Linked DNA regions of Triticum aestivum: region 1 is linked to region 2. A link is a contact called in public Hi-C data. All regions are on one chromosome and are shown on one strand. Each heading gives the region's core, a stretch centred on a gene start, on an enhancer-like site or on the middle of the called end of the contact. The rest is flanking DNA. Distances are from core to core; before and after follow the strand shown.

The links. A called contact is a pair of places that touch in the nucleus more often than the background predicts.
Region 1: a contact with region 2 is called in a Hi-C map of leaf, with 4 times the contacts expected there. The contact joins the promoter of LOC123162120 here to the promoter of LOC123157389 in region 2. A contact is called at or near these places in 2 of 5 Hi-C or Micro-C datasets (both in leaf).

What each region holds. Positions count from the first base shown.
Region 1 is chr7B:89,454,288-89,458,450 of IWGSC CS RefSeq v2.1, reverse strand. It overlaps LOC123162120 (cyclin-dependent kinase inhibitor 1), which reads left to right and starts at 2,694. Exons shown (of 4, transcript XM_044579916.1): 1 at 2,694-3,216; 2 at 3,320-3,381; 3 at 3,518-3,748; 4 at 3,873-4,163. The coding sequence starts at 2,770. The coding sequence ends at 3,948.
Region 2 is chr7B:89,316,406-89,320,668 of IWGSC CS RefSeq v2.1, reverse strand. LOC123157389 reads left to right here and starts at 1,282. Exons shown (of 7, transcript XM_044575666.1): 1 at 1,282-1,667; 2 at 2,894-2,951; 3 at 3,861-3,941; 4 at 4,046-4,081. The coding sequence starts at 1,489.

The DNA.
Region 1 (4,163 bases), core at 1,445-3,944, 140 kb before region 2:
TACATCAAAAGAGGGAGGGATGATATGCTCACCTGGGTTGCAGCCGAGGGTTGCCTACATTCTACTCCATCGCCGTCGCCTGCTGCTGTCGTCGAAACCCTAGCATAGGTAATGCGAAACACACCTCTAATTAAGAAAATCAAATGGACCCGATGAAAGTGGGAGGCTCAGATGTGTACCGGAGAACGACGACAATCGCTGGAATCGGCCGGAACCGAAGCGGTGACGACGAGCGGCGAGAGAGGGAGAGAAAGGGGAACGGAACAGAGTAGCAGGGCAGAGAGAGGGAGCAGGTCGAGGGGGCCGTTGCCCCGTTGGTTTCGACCCCCATGGCATCCTAATACTATTTGGGCTTGCTTAATAACAAAAAGGGTCACCACCTAAGAAATGTCATTATTTTCATTTTAAAATAATAGAAATTTAATAAAAGTGAACTATAATATACTATAAAAAATATCACCACATAAAAAACTAGAAAGAATTTTTTTGGAAGTGTCAAAGTACATATTTGAAGGCTCAAAACGATATATTTCAAGTCTTAAACTAAAAAGGGGAAAATAAATTTAAAGTCTCAAAAACATATTAAAAAATGTCATTATTTCTATTTAAAATAAATTAAATTAAATAAAAGTAAACTATAATATACTATAAAAAAGAACACCATATAAAAACTAAAAAAAATGGAACTGTCAAACTACATATTTGAAGGCTCAAAACTATACATTTCAAGTCTTGAACTAAAAAGGGAAAAGTAAATTTAAAGTCTCAACTACATATTTCAAAAAATGTCATTACTTCCATTTAAAATAATAGAAATTGAATAAAAGTAAACTATAATATACTATAAAAAATCACCACATAAAAAACTAAAAAGAAAAAAAGGAAGTGTCACATATTTGAAGGCTCAAAACTATATATTTCAAGTCTTAAACTAAAAAGAAAAAAAGTAAATTTAAAGTGTCTCAAAGTACTTACATATTTTAAAAAATGTCATTATTTTTATTTAAAATAGTAGAAATTTAATAAAAGTAAACTACAATATTATAAGGCCAAACTACATATTTGAAGTCCCAAACAACAATATACCATAAAAATAATAATATAAGAATGTTGGCATTGACAAAATAACAATACTGGCATCGGAACCAACAGTACGCCACAACTAAACATAATAGTGTTGGCGTTCCATACTATTCCACGACAACACTATATTACGCCTGGTACAAATTGTTGATCTCATATACTTCTGATGTTACCCCGTTTTCCAATGCCACCACTATGCCCCTACTAATGGCGTACCAAATAAGTCAACGCCACCACTATTTGAAAAAAAAATAGTGCTGACGTTGGTTGTAAATGGCGCGTCACCAATGAAAGTTATGGCTAGCAGTTTTTTCACTAGTGTCCGCCGTCTGTGTGCTGCACGCAAAGTGCTCGATGAAATGGTGAAGAAATGAGTTTTTTTAAAGGGGAGAGAGGAGTGTTACACAGACAAGTGGGCTCCATGTCCAGCAAAACGATTTAATGTAACGGCGTGAGAAATTAGTGTCACGTCATCCTGGGGAGCCCCATATGTCATAATCTCACTTAACGGTGCCATAACCACCGATCAGTGGTTTTTGCAAAACCATTACTATGGTGTTTTCTACAACAAAACTGTAACATAGTGTTTTCCGCAAACCTAACCTTCAAAGCGAACCGTACGAGATACATCGGAAAGAGGCCTCCACACGCTCTCCGACGAAGTGAGATGCACCTCCAGGACGGAGGCTAAGCGAGGAGAACCTTTATTCTATTTGTAGGGAGCCGCCGCCACCTCGCCCTCTTGAACAGGATCAAACCTAAACAGACTAAAGAAACACCTAAACATGAAGCATGAGCCATTCCGTTGGCAAGGGGTTGGGATCCACCGCGCCTTCTCAACCAAACTAGATGAAGCCCACTGTGATCTAGAGACCCGCAAACGACACTTGCAACTTATCGTGTGGGTGTTTTCTTCTTTCGAAAAAGCTTACAGTGTTACATGAAGACGAAGTTTATTCGCTGGTTATTTTTTGAAAAAAGTTCACTGCATAGTAAAAATGTTCAGTTTTTTTTAAATAAGAACATTCAGTGAAGGACCTGCAACAACCTCCGGATTGTATTGTGCACATTATTTCGGCAGAGATCCCTGCCTACTTCGAATAAATAGAGGGAGGGTGGTGAATTTCGAAGAAAGAAAAGAACATTCAGTGAAGCATTCAGCAAGCCCGATCTCAAGAAAATGTACCAACGTGATCCACGCATGCATGCGCCGTGCGCCTCGGAGTGTAACCAGTAACCCCCGTCCGGCGCGTCACGTTGCAACGGTGCAGCATTAAACTCGCACAATTAAGCCCGGCACCCGTCACGCCACAAGCCCATCCTCGCGAGGGGCCAAGTTTTTAAATTCAAAATCCGAACCCCAACCGTCCGATCGATCCCCTCGCTGGTACTACCCGGGTACTACTCCGTGTAGTGCGCCGTTACAGCAGCAGTACCGTATCACGTTCCGTCCGCGTCACCGTCACCTCAGGCCGCCCGGCTGCGCCGTCCCGTCCAGATCCAGGTCACGGCGCCGTCAATTCCCCCGAGCGAGCGCTCGGCCGTCCGATCCGAATCCGGTCGGCCCCACCGGACCGGGTATTTGTACGCCGGAGGAGCGAATTTGCTGGAGCTCTCTCTCCCTCTCGGAAGCCTGCGGAGGCAAACGGCCAAAGCGACGGGTTGTTTCTTTTCGTCCGTTCGCGGATGGGGAAGTACATGCGGAAGTGCAGGGGCGCGGCCGCGGGCGGCGGCAGGGCGGCGCCGGCCGTCGTGGAGCACCGCGCGCCGGTGGCCCTCGGCGTCCGCACGCGGTCCCGCGCGGCCGCCTTCGACGCTAAGAGGAGGAAGCAGCAGGCGACGACGTCCACGGCAGCGCGCGCGGTGGACGATGCGTTGCTGGGCCGTGACGGCGGCGACGCGGCCGGCGGGTGCTACCTGCATCTCCGGAGCAGGAGGCTGTTCATGCCTGCTTCCGCGGTGGTGGATCGGCTCCGGGGACAGGGGGCGGACGAGGAGGCTTCGACGGCGAGGCTGGCGGATTCCGGGCCTTCCGTGGAGGCGGGGGTCGTCGCCGGGGTCTCGCGCTGCTCGAGCACCGCGTCCACGGCAGCAGACGTGGCGGCTAGAGAGAGGAGCGGCGACGAAGCAGAGGTGAGTGGTCCACTGCCCTAGAATTCTCCGCTACTTCGAGCTGTCGATCGGGCCGTTTCTGCTGCTGAATTAGGAGGTTTGGTTCCTATGTCTTGTCCTGCAGGCGTGCGAGAGTCGCGACGTGGAGAGCTCCGTCAGCGACTCTGAGTGCGGCGACCGGGACAGGTGAGTCCTCCTCTCTCGATATATACCGACGGGAATTCTGCTGAATTATCCATTGTTTTCTACTCTACAAGGTGATCTTGAGTTGAGGGGCCTGGCTTTGCTTCTGAATTTGACCTGTTGGATTGTACTAATCCAGGAGGGAGGCGACGCCGTCGAGCCGTTCGCCGGTAGATTTGAGCGACCTGGAGTCGAGCCAGGCGGCGGACGAGCAGAAGCACAAACGCAGGAGGTGTCCGGCAGCAATGACGGCGACAGCAGCGCCATTCCACTTAGACTCGGAGGCGAGAGCAAGGATGCCACCGGCGGCAGAGATCGACGAGTTCTTCGCCGCCGCCGAGAAGGCCCAGGCCGAACGCTTCGCCGCCAAGTAAGTGGAAATTTACAATTGAGCGCATCCGCACGCACGTACATACTCCCGTCTTGGCAGTCGCTCGATCGTCGTCACAGACGCCCCCGTGCCTAAGCATTGTGCTGCCGCTGCCTCATCGCAGGTACAACTTCGACGTCGCGCGCGGCGTGCCGCTCAACGCCGGCCGGTTCGAGTGGACGCCAGTGGCCACCGTCTGAGGCCCGCCCTGAGCAGAGCATGATGCAATTGACGGGAAGCGTGGCGGCGGCTCGCGTAGAAAGGGAAGGCCTGCTGGGAGTGAAAAGAGACGCTGATCCAACCCCCAAAGGAAAACAGTAAAGAGAAAGAGGAGTAAAAAAGAACAGAATAATCCCATGCACAGCAGGCCTATAGCTAGGCATGCACTAGTCCTATTCCTCCCGATCCAACTTGT
Region 2 (4,263 bases), core at 33-2,532:
GTTGCGTCGACGAGCAAAGTAGAAGCGGCGGTGAACCAGGAGTGGCTGTGTGGATTAGTTATAGCGTCCTGCCTCAAAGGACGGGCCACACCGACTTACGGAAGGCCACGTACGAGCGGATCATTGGCAGTGACGAAGCCAGTGGGGGCGAGCTAGGGCCATGGCTGCCACATGGCAATCTATTTTCTGAAACAACCTTAGGGCCTCTTTGATTCATAGGACTGCAAAAACACAGGAATAGGAAACACGTAGGATTGGAATGGCATGTCCAGCGGATCCCTATAGGATTTGAGTTTGTTTGATTGTTCCATGGGAAAAACAAAGGATTTCTTCCAAGAGGTTGGAGTGGATGTTAGAATTCCTGTGAAATGTAGTACAAATGAATCCTTAGGAAAAAAATCCTACAGGACTCAATCCTACGAATCAAACGATCGACGTAGGAAAAATTCCTAAAGATTCTAATCCTTCAAAGATCCTACGGAAATCCTTTGAATCAAAGAGACCCTTAGATTGTTAGCTTAAAGTGTTCTAAATTTGTATGTTTGTCCCTCTTAACATTTTATCTTTTCCATTGGTCCCTCTTTAGTATGCTTCGTGGCTCCGTCCCTGATCATCGGCACCTCCAGGGCCCACTCGCCCATTTTCTTCAACTACAAGCAGATCCTCTACCAATTAGACAAGAATATTTACCTGGGTTCTCATCCATGCCTAGATGATCAGCCCTTAATTTGACTCAAAATTTGTTCTTTTCATGTTATGTGAGTAGCCTGTTGGTTACACATAATAGAGTAACTGTAAGTTTTTGAATAATAAAAACTGTAAGTTTCACGCCATCAAAGTCGAGGATGGTTAGTGGCCTTGGCTCATGCAAGGCATGTGGTTGATCGATTCATGTTCGTGTTCATCATTTTCTTTCGTTGCAACGCACAGACATATGTGCTAGTATCTTCAAAGGAAAAGCTAGATACGAAAAATCTCCGAAAATATAGCCCCCATGGTTCCATTCAAACAGGCCCCCCTACTATTTACTTTTTTTTTTAGAATCAACAGGCCTTCCTACATGAAACATTATTGAATTGTATTTCTATACGTGCACGGGGTACGTACGCATTCCTCATCTTTATCATACGAGCCGCGTAGGATAGCTTTGACCCATCACCACGAAAATCATTTCTTTAACAAACCCGCTGACGAGAAACCCAATCCCGTACTCGTGCAGAAACCGCAAAAAAGGAGGCGCAGAAGTTCACGGAAACGCAAAAAAGAAAGAAATAAACAAATCCGCGACGAACCAAACGCCAAAGCGACCCATCTCCTCCCTTCCGATCTCCATCTCCATCTCCATCTTCTCTTCCCGTCCCGTCTCCGCTAGTCCCCCTTCCGAGCGAGACAGCAGCGCAAACCCTCCCTCCCCCACCTGCCGCCGCCTCGATTCGCCGCCTAGGTCCGTCCGGCGAGGTAGGGCGGGAGGCGCGGCGGCTGGTGGCCATGTGGCCCGGCTGCGGCGGCCGCTTCTACTGGGCGCCAGCGCCGCCGTCGGGGGCGAGGGGCGTCGTGGTCGTGTTCGCGTGGGTGTGGAGCGACGAGGCGCAGCTGCGGCCGTTCGTCGAGCTCTACGCCTCGCTCGGCTGGCGCTGCCTCGTCTGCCACCCCGACCTCGTATCGCTGTGAGTGGCGCTGCTTCCCCCATCCTCCCGCTCTCGCTCCCTGCTACTTGTCGCTTGTGCTAGCTGCTTGATTCGGGAGATCTGTTGCTCGTCTGGGCTCGTAGAAGTGGCCGCCTGTAGCTCTGCGGCCTCATGGAGTGGAATCATAGCTGCGGTTAAGTTTAATTTTAGAGATTCTGAGATTGGTCACTGATGCTGTAGCTGCGGTTAGGTTTAATTTTAGAGATTCTGGGATTGGTCATTGATTTCGTAGCTGCGGTTAGGCTTGATTTGAGATTGGTCGCTCATTTTGTGTCTACCCGAATCATTGGGGACGAGGCTTTATCCTTCAGGTTTAGCTTGTTATGAAAATTTCTCTGGAGTTCGATTAGTTGATGGGCAGTGTTCGATCGGTCACTCGATTCATCACTGCATGTTACTAGTTCTCTTAGTTTGAGAATCTCTGTAACTGTGCAATTTATACTCTTCTATATTTTGCATGGTTTATCTTGTCGCTTTGTGCGCTTTTTGGTAAATATACCTACGTACCTGCAGCATGCGAGCGGTTAGCGTCTTAGCGATCTTGTGTGTTTGGGGTTTGGTTAGGCTTTGAGATTTGGTAAAGCTATATTTATTGGAGGATAATGGAAGGTTTTGCATTGTGGTACTTGGATTTTTGTGCAATTGAGGATGCGAAAAATTGAAGGTATCAATTTTAGTAGTAAGTAAAATGAAACACAAGAATATTGAACCTTCTGAAACTACTAGTATGTTGAACTAGCAAAAGGAGCTAAAATAACATATGGATTGCTTCAATATGTTAAGAATGTTTGGTACATCCATCCAGAGTTTTGTTGCCTGAACACAGTTTGTGCATCTGCAAGCTTGGTAGTCATTTATGTAGTTTGTGCAGAGACCTCAGAGTAATTTTATTGAATAGCATTAGCAAATTAAGTGCATCAAATCAGATGTTGCTGGAGGTAGAGGGTCTTCATCAGCATCATCTGTTGCTGGTAGAGCTATAGGCTTCATTCAGCAGGGTATTTCACCTAAAATGACACTTGAGTGAGTACCATTGTAACACTAGGTCACTAGCAATGGAGTTCCTTGCATCGTGCTTCAGTTATCTACTTATCTTATACTTGAAGGGCTATGGTGTAAACTTGCATATGGGGTCTTCTGCAGTCTGCACCCTTAGGTTCCTATTTACACCTAATGGCACTATACTGATTCTTTTCTTCTTCCAGGTATCTCTCTGAGAAAGCAGCAACATTGGCATGTGGTGTTATTAGTGAGCTGGCAAAGGTACATCTTTTTTTCTTGGTTGTTGTACTCCACAAATACCATGTTGTATAGTAAGCATTAACAACTCTATTGTTCAAATGAAGAAAATAATACTCCCTCCGCCCGGAAATACTTGTCGGAGAAATGTATATATACATCCATTTCTTCGACAAGTATTTCCGGTCGGAGGGAGTAAGTAACTTTGTTCCTTGTTGTTTTAGTCAATGATCATATTGTATTTAGCCTACTCCAGCACTGACACTATTTTGTACTCCCTGCTTCCCAAAATCTTGGGCGTATTAAATTCTGCATGCAATTCCATAATATAGGACGCACAGTTACAGCCTCACCAACGATTAGCTACTTTTGTGGAAAAAAAAGAAAGCACGTACGAGCATCTAGTGCGGTTACCTTTCATCGTTTGAGATTGGATCGGTCAACAAAGAGTGGGACAAAGGAGATCGTGCATGCTCCACCGTTTTCTTTCAGTTACCTCTGTGCGATGGCTCACGTAAGAATCAATGGGTTAATTTTCGTGCTAATACCTAATACGCCCAACATTTTGAGAAGGAGGGAGTGATACACATGTGACTTTCTCTTTTTGCTCCTTAATCATCCAAATGATTTATATACAAAAAATGTATAGATGTAAGAACCCCTGGCAGAACGCATGAAGTTAGAGTTTGACCCTTCACCCCTTTCCATTTATTTTATACTTTGTGTCCAAGCGGCAACCTCTACATAATCTTCTTGCTGATTTAGAGTCTGAAATATTTGCATGTTGACACATTATAAACTTTCTGTATTGTTTAGAAGAATGAATATAAGCTCTCGTGGAATGGGACTTCTGTTTACTATCTTTCCACTTGGTTGCAGTTAATTATTTTTACAATTTTTTGTTTTTAACTATGTGAAATGCTGGTGTTTCAGGAATTGAAAGTAAAGCCATTGCCAACTGTGTTTGCTTCTTTTTCTGGTGGCTCAAAGGGATGCATGTACAAGGTTATTCAGGTGCATGCTTGTTTGATTCTTCCTTTTGCCACCTCATCGTACCTATCATCTATTTGCCTATCCCCTTTCACAGTTTAAATGACTAAATTTGATTGGTTACGCAGTTACTAGACGGAAGATGTGAAGGAGATGCAATGATGGTATGTTATTTCCATCTTTTCTCTTCTCCTGAAGTTTACATATGCATTTCTCTTTGTTGAAAGGATAATGGGAACCTATTTAAAAATCATATCTATGTCAATTGTGAACTGTATATACTAGGTTTTGTTTTCTTCCATTTGCATGTACTGTGTAGTAATTTGCTCATTCTGTTGAAGTTGTT